4 separate regions of the Mus musculus genome follow, and regions 1, 3 and 4 are each linked to region 2. The links are chromatin contacts, called in public ChIA-PET and Hi-C maps. All regions are on one chromosome and are shown on one strand. The core of a region is the stretch at or near the end of the contact, and the rest is flanking DNA. Distances in the headings are between cores, read along the strand shown.

What was found. A called contact is a pair of places that touch in the nucleus more often than the background predicts. ChIA-PET counts read pairs in DNA pulled down with a chosen protein or histone mark.
Region 1: an RNA polymerase II ChIA-PET map of memory CD8 T cells shows a contact between it and region 2, with 33 read pairs. The contact joins the enhancer-like site here to the promoter of Pag1 in region 2. A contact is called at or near these places in 1 of 39 promoter capture datasets (embryonic stem cells), 1 of 484 Hi-C or Micro-C datasets (B cells), 2 of 115 datasets of contacts at active chromatin or transcription factors (effector CD8 T cells and memory CD8 T cells) and 1 of 9 other capture datasets (embryonic stem cells).
Region 3: a Hi-C map of B cells shows a contact between it and region 2, with 12 read pairs. The contact joins the enhancer-like site here to the promoter of Pag1 in region 2. A contact is called at or near these places in 1 of 39 promoter capture datasets (pre-B cells), 1 of 484 Hi-C or Micro-C datasets (B cells) and 2 of 115 datasets of contacts at active chromatin or transcription factors (bone marrow-derived macrophages and pancreatic cancer cells).
Region 4: an RNA polymerase II ChIA-PET map of memory CD8 T cells shows a contact between it and region 2, with 12 read pairs. The contact joins the promoter of Tpd52 here to the promoter of Pag1 in region 2. A contact is called at or near these places in 2 of 39 promoter capture datasets (the C10 cell line and pre-B cells) and 5 of 115 datasets of contacts at active chromatin or transcription factors (astrocytes, bone marrow-derived macrophages, large pre-B cells and 2 more).

What each region holds. Positions count from the first base shown.
Region 1 is chr3:9,153,122-9,156,055 of GRCm38.p6, forward strand. No RefSeq gene overlaps it. Among named protein-coding and RNA genes, the nearest start is that of Gm41996, 20 kb to the right of the region's middle. Within about 2 kb of position 1,265, at least 158 of the 459 cell types and tissues checked have an H3K27ac peak or open chromatin away from gene starts, as enhancers often do. A contact at or near this core is called in B cells, effector CD8 T cells and memory CD8 T cells, where this site is marked.
Region 2 is chr3:9,832,237-9,835,109 of GRCm38.p6, forward strand. Pag1 (phosphoprotein associated with glycosphingolipid microdomains 1) reads right to left here and starts at 1,443. Exons shown (of 9, transcript NM_001195031.1): 1 at 975-1,443.
Region 3 is chr3:8,981,416-8,984,632 of GRCm38.p6, forward strand. It overlaps a transcript of Tpd52 not described here. Among named protein-coding and RNA genes, the nearest start is that of Tpd52, 19 kb to the left of the region's middle. Within about 2 kb of position 1,321, at least 117 of the 459 cell types and tissues checked have an H3K27ac peak or open chromatin away from gene starts, as enhancers often do. A contact at or near this core is called in B cells and bone marrow-derived macrophages, where this site is marked.
Region 4 is chr3:8,962,748-8,965,641 of GRCm38.p6, forward strand. Tpd52 (tumor protein D52) reads right to left here and starts at 1,399. Exons shown (of 6, transcript NM_001025262.2): 1 at 1,100-1,399. The coding sequence starts at 1,235.

The DNA.
Region 1 (2,934 bases), core at 15-2,514, 680 kb before region 2:
ATGCTTTACTGCTGGCGGTATACATTCCTAACAAAAGGTTGGGGGTGTTTATAGTTTGTTGGAGCTATGTGTCAACAGATTCCTTCCAAACTTCTAAGAAGAGCATTACCTCAAATTATTTTTACCACAAAAAGACCATCTTTAAAAAATGGTCTTCTGGTTGCTGCTGTTTCTGTTTCAAACGGTCAAGTGTAGAAGAGTTTGGTGAGTTTGCAGCTCCTGCTTGCCTGGACTCTTCTCATTCTGGGCCATGCCAACCACGGTCTGGTCCCACCGTGGGACTCAGGACAAATGGACTTACCTGGCACTCTCCTTTTTCAGTCAAGAAGGTTTTGAAATTTATAGCTTAGATGCTCTCAGCCTAGATAGCAACATACCTGCATCTCCCATATTATTTGTATGTCATTTTTAATGTTGTTAGTTTTTCAGGCTTAGATTCCTGGGTCAAATATTTAATAAGTGATCTGGGCTCAAAGGCTGGTTTAATAAGACATTTAAATTGGCCACTGAAAAAGGTGGTTCTGGATCCTTGTGAAAATTGCTAAGCTACAAGCTCAAAAGCCTCTTTATGTCTTCTGAGGTGACTTCCCCAAAGAATGTAAACACAGAAGACTGACTTTGAGGTCAGGAGGTTTCAATGATAAAGGGACTTTTGCTGTCTGATCCCTAAGCTGCATTGCTTGGTGCGGCTTCTCTGCTGAGACATCCTGAGAGTATCAGATGACTCACTCAGGCCTGACTGATTTAACCACACACAGCTCACACAGATCGGCTCCTGCTGTATACTCAGTCGGATGCTTGGATGCCTGCCTGCTCCTGAATTACTTTTTTTCTCTCTCTCCATGCTTGCCCAGGGTATGACATTTTTTCCCCCAGAGACAGGACAACCGGTACTTGGCATAAAAGAAGAATTCCACTTTCCGATGACACAGGGACATGGATATCTCTGGGTGTCAACAAGCAAGTCTTTCTATTTCTCCCTCTCCCATTTCAACAGATCTCATAGTTTCTAAGCATGGGCACGGCACGTAAAGGGTCTGTGCCAATCCATGTTGCCCTTGGTGAGGTAAAGCCTACTTCTACTGGCTTGTTCTGGAGTATAGTGGGTTATGCCCTGGAAAAGGCTGTCACTTCTCTGAGCTGAGATCAAACCCAGGGCCTCACAGGCTCTAAGCCAGCGCTCCACCTCTGAGCTCTGCTCACAGTTCAGTTACCTAGTTTAACTCGATTGTCTCCTACTTCCTGTAATCTGCTCTCTGCTGCAGAAGAGGTGGAAAGAAGAAAAGTGAAACAGAAAGTAAGAGGTGGTGGTGTGGAAAGGGATGCGGGAGGCAGTACTGAAGGCCAGGTACAGTACAGGAGGGTGAAAGGGTCCCGAGCTCCGGCCTTCATGCCCACCCCAAACCCCTCCCAACCATTTTAAGCACAGTGCACAGGCCTGCGCTTATCGATATACAGCCTGAAGCTGTTGTTCTCCATCGGAACTGTTTAAATGTCATCTAGAAGGTTCTGAAGCTGCCTAGTGTAGTACCACGCCCTAACTTTAGTCAGGATGGCTTAATGGGTGAAATGCAGATGGGGCAGCATCTTTACAAACACTTCACCAGGGTCAAGTCCTAGGGGAGCTTCAGGGGTCCTTAAAAGTGGGGACCCCCACTTTGCATCTTCTCCTTGGGAGGCTGGGAAAGTCCTAAAGGCTGTTCAGCAAAGACGAAATCCCCACTTCTGTTTTGTGAAAAGGAAAGAGGAGCTGGGGGTGGTCGCCCTGGGAAGCCCCTAGCTCACAGAATTCTCCTAACCTCTCCACAGTTGCTGCCACTGGGGGCCTCCCAATGGGTGGGAACACTGCTTCTCCTGGCTCCTCAAAGCCTTTCAGGACCTTTGGAGATTTTACAATGGACCTTTTCTCAAGCGAGATTTCAGAGAAGCTGTCCCGTGATTTTCTGATTTGGCATGGATTGAGACCTGTCTGTCCAGCAGTGCGAGGCTTCTGTGGGGTTTGTAGTGCATTTCTTCAGCATAATCATAGTATGGTTTACAAGTGTCATGGGTGCAGACAGAATGCAATCCGCTTTAACACTGCGTTTGCACTGTCAAGGTCTTGGGGCAGTTAGAACCTTTCTAGCAGAGTGCTCTCCTGAAAGCAGGGACATTCAAAAACGCATAGTTGAGTGCACTCTACAGACTGCAAATCACTCTTGAGAGACACAATGTTAATATGGTATAGTTTAGATAAGTTTTTCGATCTAGAACTGATCCCCGTTGAGAAGTGACTCACCTGGGGCTGGGATATAGCTCAGTGATAGACCTGACCTGTAACTGTGTGTGGGCCCTGGGTCCCATTGCTAGAACTCAAAATGAGTGAATAAGTGAATGAATGAATGAATGAATGAATGAATGGAGGAGTGGGGGAAGAAGAATAGATCAACTTTATTTTTTCATTTTAGAAATGTATAGAGAAAATGATGCACGTCTTTAATCCCAGCATTCAGGCGGCAGATGGATCTTTGAGTTCAAGGCCAGTCTGATTCACAGAGTGAATTCTAGGACAGCCAAGGCTACACAGGGAAACCCTACCTTGAACAAAATAAAAACTAAATAAATAAAAAAACAAAAAAACAAAAAACAAAAGTCCCACTGGGTGGTGGCGGCCCATGCCTTTAGTCACAGCACTCAGGGTCTCTGTGAGTTTAGGGCCAGTGTCTACAGATCTTGTTAGGAGTAGCGCTTCACACAGTCACAAAAGCCTACATTGTCTCAGACCCTCGGTGTGTTTAGTGTGTTCTGTTCAAAACAAAACAAAAATCAAACCAATATAGCACCAGCTGTGTGTGTGCTGCTGCATACCATTCTGGAACTGAGACGGGAGGAACAGCACCTGCTTTTAGTTTAACAGTTTTGTGTGTCACTACATTGTGTGTGTGTGTGTGTGTG
Region 2 (2,873 bases), core at 193-2,692:
TCTCCACTTTTACTAAAACAAAAGGGGATGTGTTCTAAAGAGGGTTCTGTGCATGCTCTCTGTACAATGTATGGTATTTTAAAGCATGATTTATGTATCTAATTCCTTGAACTGCCTTGAAAAAAATACACCAAGTTCTTCCTCCCATGCTCCCTATTAGGAGAAGACAGTCTAATTTAAAGACTGCCCTGTTTCTGACTACGAACCACTATATCATGTCAACGTTTTTATTAAATACGGCTCAAGCTGGACTTGAAAAAAAAAATGGAGTGAGTAGAGGCCCAGATGCAGCCCCTGCAGATGCAAAGGTACCCAGCCAGGAGGCTTACATAAGAGATGCAGGACAACTCAGCCATCCTCGGAATCCTGTTTCTTTGAGACTTGCCCACATTCTTAAAGCATATGAATTAAAACGCATAGAGCACTTTTCTCATTTTCTATGCCTTGGAGCACAAAACACTCATTTGACACATAAGTTGTTTTTCCCTAAAGGGCTAGGCTCCAATTATGGGAGGTTGGCAACTTCTGCCTAAGGGAAGAGTGAAGTGGGATGTGCAGAAAGCCTGCAGGCCCGAGCAGCAATGTCTCAGCTTCTCATCTCTGTGCCAGTCCTCCGAGGGGATGGAGGGGATGTAGGCAGAGCTTCCTAGGATGGAGGTGGCTGACGTCCCTGACCCCACGCGGCGCAAAATCAAGGAGCTCAGAATGTGCAATTTAGCGGCGGGCCAAATGCCCTCGGAGCACCTGTCTCCCCTAGCACATTTCCAGCTGGCACATTCGGGAGAGGCAGGAGCCAGCCCTAGACTCCAGCCTTGAGTCTTCGAATGCCATGCCCCATCCTTTACAGTCCAGTACGCCTTCCTCCAGCCGCAGCCCCGCTAACGGGAGGTAAAACCTCGGCCTGGAACCACAGGAATAAAACGAACCTGTCCTTCCCACGCTGCCCGAAACTTCAGAAACTACAGTCAACTTACTGGTTCGCAGAGGTCTTCTGGGGCTCCAGAGCTCTAAAAAGCGCTGCAACTCCGCTGCTCGCAGCCGGGCTGGCCCGCGGTGGGCAGTGGTAGCGGGCGCAGGACCCTCCTGATCCTCGTCGCCTCGGTTCTGCCGTGCCGGGGGAGGTGCGCTCTCCCGGGCGCACCGGGCGGCCGCAGAGACTCGGACTGCACCGGGAACCCGAGCAAACGCCGTCGTGGCCGCCAGCCCTTGAGAGCTGTGCTCGGAGCTCCGGGTGCGTGTCTCCCTCTCTGAGGGAATGCGACACCACGGAGTCCCCGCACGAGAGGCTCCAGAGCGCTGCAGAGTCACCAGTCCGCCCCGGAGGAGCAGTCACAGCACCCGCGCGCCGGGCGGGAACCGCAGTCCGCACTGGCCGCCGCGCCGCGGAGAATGACAGCGCCGAGGCGGAGCAGCGCGCGGGACTCAGTGCGCATGTTCGCGACTGCTGCGGCACGTCACGGGGGCGGTGCCAACGGGCGGGGTTGGGCGGAGCGAGAAGGGTGGGGCGGGGTCGGGGGGGGGGTTGCTGCGAGGCTAATGTGGCTGCCAGCTGCAGGGCAAGGAGCTGGAGCTTCGCAAAATCAGGGCTGGTGACCAAAAACTCTGTGACTGAGGTTGTCTCCTTAGCCCATTGTCCCTTAAGAAGCAGTCTATGGGGAACTGCCTTAGGGTCCCAGGACAGCCTGCAAAGGTCAAGTTTAACCCAGATGGTTGCTTAACCTTCAAGGACTGCAATTTGCAGGACACCTTTCACTTTGATCTGATGCAGAGTAAGAACTTGAGGAGCTTGTAGGAGCCCTTTGTCCTGGCTGGACTCCAAAGTAAACACAGGAGACTCTGAGAGGTGGGGCCCAGGTATGTAGGTTGTAAATAGCCTTGCCCAAAGCTCCCCAAGAGAATGTGCTGGTTGTATGGTAATACAACACTTGCCTACGCACATTCAGAAGGTCTGGAGGATGGGGAATCCCTATTCCAATAGGGTCCAAGACTATTCCAGGGCTGCAAGCCTCCCACACCCTGTTCTTCCTTGCCACTTACGAGGACAGAGACCCCAGAGCAGCTACTGGCGTGTGGGTCTGCCTGAGAATCAGGTGAAAATGCTTTTAACTTGGAATTTCCAAGGCGTATCCACTATGGTTCGGGTTCACCCACTGGGCACTGGGGGAGGGAGTGGGAGGGGAGATTGTGTGGGGGAGTGGGGTGGGGTGGGGAGGACTCGAATATTGCCTGGAACAAGCTGCAGATAAATCTGACAAGGGTTTTGTTGGCCTTGAATTTTAACTTATTAAACAAGCAACCCGGAAATGGGGATAGACAGTGTGGAAACAAATAACCAGTCCAGATGTGACACTCAGGACTTCTGAGCCAAGTCCACTGAACTCTAAACCAAACAGTTATTTGTCTGACAAGTTCATTTGTTTTCTCTAATGGGGAAGAACAGGCACGAGTGATATTAAACATACACACATTCACTCAGGTAGTGTGAAGTTGGCTGGATAAAAACGGCTCATTAGGAGCAAAGGGGTGGGAATAGGGAGTTGAGTAAAGGAGAAAGGAATGTTAATACGTTGCAGAGGAGGATGTGTAGGAGATATTAAACTCAGTCTTCAGCTTGGAAAGGTACTTTGAGAATAAGGATGCAGGATCCAACTTGGCTGGATTTAGAGGACGGTGAGAGGTTCGTTGGTTTGAGAACTTATAAAGGTCTGGATTTCACCACCAGGCTGTACTAGTGACTTTTCTCATTGCTGTGACAAAATGTTTGGCAACAGCAGCGACTCAGGGAATGAAGGCTTTGGTTCGAGCCATGCTTTGAGGGTCCAGTCTACCATGGCGCAGAAGGCAGCAGCGTGAGGAAGTCGGTCACACGGCAT
Region 3 (3,217 bases), core at 71-2,570, 850 kb before region 2:
CATCATGAAAGTCACATCCATTTACTGGCTGATCTTTCAAGTGAGACACATCACACATGACAGATGTTGCAAACAGATTTAGAACTGGGTGAAGGGATGGTCAGACTCAGGAAGAATGTTCATGTTTCTTCAAATGAAAGCTATCGCCAAGTAAGGTTTTCTTGGTGTTCTATATCGCTCTGTAGAGCATAACACTTCATTCTTTCACAATTATAGCAGAAACAATGCTTAACATCTGTCTTCATTGTCTCAATATCCAAGGCTGTCATTGTACAGTTAGAGCTGAAATCAGAGCTCTAAGACAAAGCAATACGTGAACTGGGAACTGGGAACGTTACACGTGGAGGCCCTACTGAAACTCATCAAGCCAGAACAGGAAGTCACCTCCAGCTGAAGCCGAATGACCTTTCCTGATCACCCCTGTCACTGAAGGCCTGTCTTCCACACCGCAGTCACCTCTCCATGGCAACCAGCAAGCTCAGCAGAGGCCTCCTCACATTAAATATTTATTAGGTCTCAGACCAGGAAGTGACTGGGGAAGGCCAGGCACCACACACAAATCTCAGATCCTTTCTTCAAAACCACGGTTTTTGTTAGATTCCCTGAAACCACATAAGAAAGGTGATGTCCACAAAGAGGATGTCTCCGATCTGTGAGATGGGTATGCACTGAAACTATAGACCTTTTGCATAGCTTTTATGTCCACTTGTTTCAAGGTATTCTGTGTCCATTTTGACCAAACTTAAGAATTATCAAAGTGTCTGGCACACTTCAACTTCCTCAACTCCTGATCCCAGGAAATTAGACCACCAAAAACCTCATAAAGTAAGTTATCTCTATTTTTAAGAATAGTTGTTATCTATATGAGTGTCTTGCCTACATTTCTGTCTGTGTAGCACAAGTGTACCAGGTGCCTGCGGCTGTCAGAAGAGAACATAGCCCCCACCCTTCACTCCCAGACCTGGAGTTACCAATGGATGTTAGCCACCATGTGGGTGCTTCACCAACTGTGCCTCAAGCGAAAGGAAAACCAGACTTGCCAGAAGCCGGAAGGAAGATAAAACCACCATCCTTGTGGCCAAACATGGTGACCTTCTGCTAAGACCCGAAAGGCAAGTAAGTGATTCTTTAAATGCCACATTTGTCACCACAGATGGTGACATGTGCGCACGGGAAGATCATCTGTGTGCTGCAGGGCTGCTGAGGAAGCTGCTCACGTGGACTGACACCTTCCCACAGGTGCTCAGGGGCAGAGCCAGCCTCTTAGACCGGCAGCAGCATCCCTTCCTTCCTGAGGAGCTCTGCAGTTCCCAGGCCCAGGGCATGAGGCAAAGAGGAAGCCCTCACTGACAGACACCTCAGCACTCGCGTAGGGGGAGCGGGCAGCTCTGCACTCAACATCTGCGTGAGGCAAAAGGAAAAGCAATTTTCCCCCTCAAATCAAACTGAAAAGTAATACCTTTTCTTGTGGAATATGTGCCCTGATTGGTTTGTTTGCTTTGTTTTGTTGGGAGAAGAATCTCTTATTTTTAAAATAGCAGCAGCTTTGAGGGGCTGGTTTTAATAATTTAGGCAAAAGGAGGCTGAAAACTGTGTATGAACCTACATTCCATCTCTTCCTTCTCCCTGTCCACGCCCCTCTCCCTCCTCCTCTCTCTGCCTCTCTTCCTCCCCCCCCCCATCCTCTTCACCTCCCTCCCTCACCTCCTCCCTTCTCTTTCCTTCCTAATTTTACCATCCCATGGTTTCTGAAAATTTGGAACTGGTTATTGGTAAAACTAAAAACACAGTGGGCCCTCTATAGCCCACCCATGACTACAGGCCTCCCTACTTCTTGTGGCAGTGCTGCCAAGGCATGGGGGTGGGGAGAACCCCTCAGCAGGACACCGCAGTCAACACTGATCTTGGTCATGGGCATCAGAGTTCGGCATGACGTAGGAAAACTCTGAAGATGCTGAAGATGCTGAAGATGCTGGTGGTGTGTGCCTGAAATCCAGCTCTGAGACATGGACAGAAAGGATGCAGCTAGCTCACAGTGTCCCTCTCTCAGTCCAACTGAAACTGCTACGTTGGTGCATCCCTACAATCCCAGCATTAAGGAGACTGAGGCAGGAGGATCACTAATTGGAGGCCAACCTGAACTACAGAACAACAGACACTCAGCCCTCTATGTATATGACCCACTGCTGCTGAACATAGTTCTTACCAGTCTGCAGTTGTTAGAAAGGAAAACTTTTGAGTATTAAAAAGGGTTTTAAATATGTCAACACACGCACACACACACACACACACACACACACACACTCTCACACGTCAGTAATCCGAAGGCTACTACACACAGTGTGAAAGGTCCAATTGGCGCATTCCAATTCCACTGCACTGAATTAGCTGCGAACTGGAAGGTGAATAAGGCAAACTGCGTATGGTTGGGCATTACCATGTGAGTACCAGGAAGTCAGCGTCTAAACTAAAGTTTCACATGATCATCAATTTCACTTCTGCATATTATCCTTGACAAGCACACTTCATGCAGGAAACTAAACAAAGCACTTGCTTATAATAATTCACACACACACACACACACACACACACAAACCACTGGAAAGAACCAAAATAACTGCAGCCTGACATGAAGTCATAGCACATAAATACTCTGTAATGCCATGCACCAGCTGAGGAGGATGAAGTGACCAGCAGGTACTTATACAGAGCTCTGCATGACCCAGAGGAAATGGAAAATACACATGTGTATATATAGCTCAGTAACATTTGTTTTTCTAAAACAGCACACAAGGGGACTGGAATGGCTCATTGATTAGGCTCACTGGCTGTGCTTCCAAAAGATCTGGGTTCGATTCCCAGCACCCACATGGCAGCTCACAACTGTCTGTGACTCCGCCCAGATCCAGGGAATCTGACCCCCTCATCTGGTCTCCAAGGGCACTCCAGGCAAGTGATGTACAGACAGGCATGCTGACAAGATAGCCATACTAATAAATAAAATAAAAGGGCACACAAGAGCTGGGGATGTGACTCAGTGTAGAATACTTGCTGAAGATACATGAAGCCATGGGTTCGACCTCCCATCGACACAGACATACGGCACATACAAGCTCATCCCAGAAGTCAGTAGTAGAGGCTGTATGAATACTGAAAGTTCAAGGACAGAGCAAAATACATAGCAAGTTCCAGGCCAGCCAAGTCTACACAAAGACTG
Region 4 (2,894 bases), core at 149-2,648, 870 kb before region 2:
TTAATGACAGCCCCACCGTCCCCACTGTGAGCCCTGCTCTGATTCACAAGCCCACAAGTTAGAACTAGGTCATCCCCCCTCTTAAGTGCTGGGTAACGGGGAAGCCCAGAGATCCCACATGGGTCACAGGCAAGGGAAGTGTGAAAATGAGAAGAAAAATGCTTTTCCCATGCCCTGTCTCCCACAGACATTACTAACAGCTTCCAACTTCTAGAGGGCAGTGTTAGCCTGAAACTATCAACATATGTGGGTTTCTGAAAATCCAGACTATACCTCAAAGGTGGCTGCTATAACCAAGCACTGAAGCATGCTGTGTTAGCACACACCTGTGCCCTGCAAACGTCCAAACCCCCAGCAGCTTGGATCAGAGGTGCCACAGTCTGTCCTTCACTGTCTTCTAGGTTTCCCAAGCTCTACTGTTTAAAAAGAACAAAACGTAACCAATTCTCCACAGTAAGGAAATAATTAACTTCTTCTGGGAAAGCCAAGTTGCTTCCTTGACTCTGACAGAGGAGTTCATTAAGCCATCTCCTCTTCTTGGCAAGCAATAGGATCCTTCCTGCAAGCTGGGAAGGAGGCTGTCCCCACTTCTGCTGGACCCTATGTGGGGATCAATTCAGACTGTCACAGCCTGGTTTCCGCCTTGTGAACAAATCCGTGTCCCACATGGGAAGAAACAGCTGCTTCCAAAGGTGTGGTGGTTTTTCATTTTCCCTTTTGGAAACTGTGAGGTGTACATAGCTATTTGTCTACATGGCTTTTGGTCTCCCAAGGGAAAACCCAAGCCTATCTTCACCTTGATACTTGTGGTGTTATTGTAGCACACTCACCAGGCCCTTGAGTGTGGTGAACGGTTTTGAATGCCTAAGCATCCTTTACTAAGACACTGCCTAGGCAGATTTTAAAACTGTACCCACTATTTGACCCCAAGACCCTCCGTGTCATTCACCATCACCGCACATCCACAGACCTCTAAGGAGCATAGAAACAGACGGTGCCAACTTTAAAATTCATTGTCCCACTCTAAACAGTTAACAACCAAAAATAACTTCCCATGTTGAAGAACACAGCAGAGGGAACTCACTACACAAATAGTTACCAACGTTCTGTGTAGGTGAACCAGGCGGCGAGGTGTTCCCGCTTGGAGAGAGGTAGAGGTAGTTCTTGTTCACTCCAGAATCAAAATCAAAGGGGGATTGGTAATCATCAGCCAACTCCATATCTCTGCACTCCATGCTAGCTGAAGGCAGCGAGCAAGGCGAGCATGGCGCTGCGGCAGCCTGGGAGCCCCGGGCTGAGGGAGATCCGGCTGACCTGTGCAGCCCAGGTGAGAAGAGGAACCGGGCTTAAAGCCCCGCCCAGCTCCGGCCCAGAGGAACCGGGCTTAAAGCCCCGCCCAGCTCCGGCCCAGAGGAACCGGGCTTAAAGCCCCGCCCAGCTCCGGCCCCGGCGTGGCTCCGGCTCCCACGAGCAGGTCTGTAGTGACTCCTCCCTTAGGAGGGCCCTAGTCACCACCTGTCGCTAATTCACTGAACAAAGAATAACCGGGGCAGAGGGAGTGGCCTTCCCTCTGTACACAAAGGAGGCCCCCCACTCTGGAGCCCCATTCAGTTGTACAAACACTAGACACTAGCAGGAATATTGTTTAAAATACAACTTTTTTAGACCGGTCATCTGACCACATCGTCGGCGGGGCAGACTTAATCTTCTAGGACAAGAGAGGATTATCTGTCAGTAATCTCCCCGAAAATGCCATCTGGGTGATACTTTTCTTGCACCCTATATTATACAGGATTCTGAGAGCTTGGCATCCCGTGTTTAGCAAGCAGCCTTTTAAGCAGAACCTAATACAAAAATAAAGCTAGACCCATCATCCTTTTTTTTTTTTCTAAAGCAGAATCTGAATAACTGTCAAACAATTTTAAACTGACTCTTTGGAAGAATGAGGTTTTCATAGGAAGTAGCTGGAAGGTGCAGGCAGCTCCCACCGCTTCCGGGGTGGGGGGTGGGGGGGCTGAAACTCCCACAGCTGGGGGCAGGGGGTGTTTCAGCTCCTTTGTTTAAGCAAAGTCAGGCATGCCCTCAGGGCTCTACAAAGAACTTGTTTCTTTGGCACACCCTCCAGGCAGAAAGGGAGCTGGCTGGTAAAACTTTACAATCACCAAGTCCACTTCCTCCATCCCAGGCCTCCAGAGACCCTGCTCATGCTCTCTCCATGGCTATTGCTGTGACCCAACAGCGCTTGCAGGCCCTTGGTGGAACTAAGTTAAAAGGAGGAAATAGGTCAAGCCAGGCATGGTGGCTCATGCCATAATCACATTACTCAGAAACCTGAGACAGGGGGATTGCCATGAAGCTAGCTGGGACTTCAATGAGAGACCCCATCTCAAAAACACAAAAACAATACATAATCTCTGGAATCTATTTATAGTCTCTGAAATGTAAGGCCTGAGCTTTCTATTGTGTTGTTTGTGTGGGCTCGAGTTCATGTCAGTAGGAGTCAGAACAGGTTGACAGAATCCCCTAGGACCAACACGCAGTTATGACGCACTATATGAAGTCAGGGAACTGAACCTGGGTCCTCTGTAAGAGCAGTAAACAATCTTAACCCAGGGCCATCTCTCCAGCCCCCAAAAGCAAACCATTTTAATGATGAGCAGAAATTCCAGTGTATGACTAGTCTTCAAAATCTCTAAGATGATCCATATTCATCTCAATTTATGACTGATTCTCGTTTCTGTTCTTTTTAGGTAGTCGTGTGTACTCTAGGGAATGCCTTTGTCTAATTTAAACTTTTTGAGAATTTATTTTTAACAAAAATATTTATAGTTTCCTCCTTAAAGACAACAAGATTTTGGCAGTTACGAATGCTTGCTGTTTAATTGAAACCATGA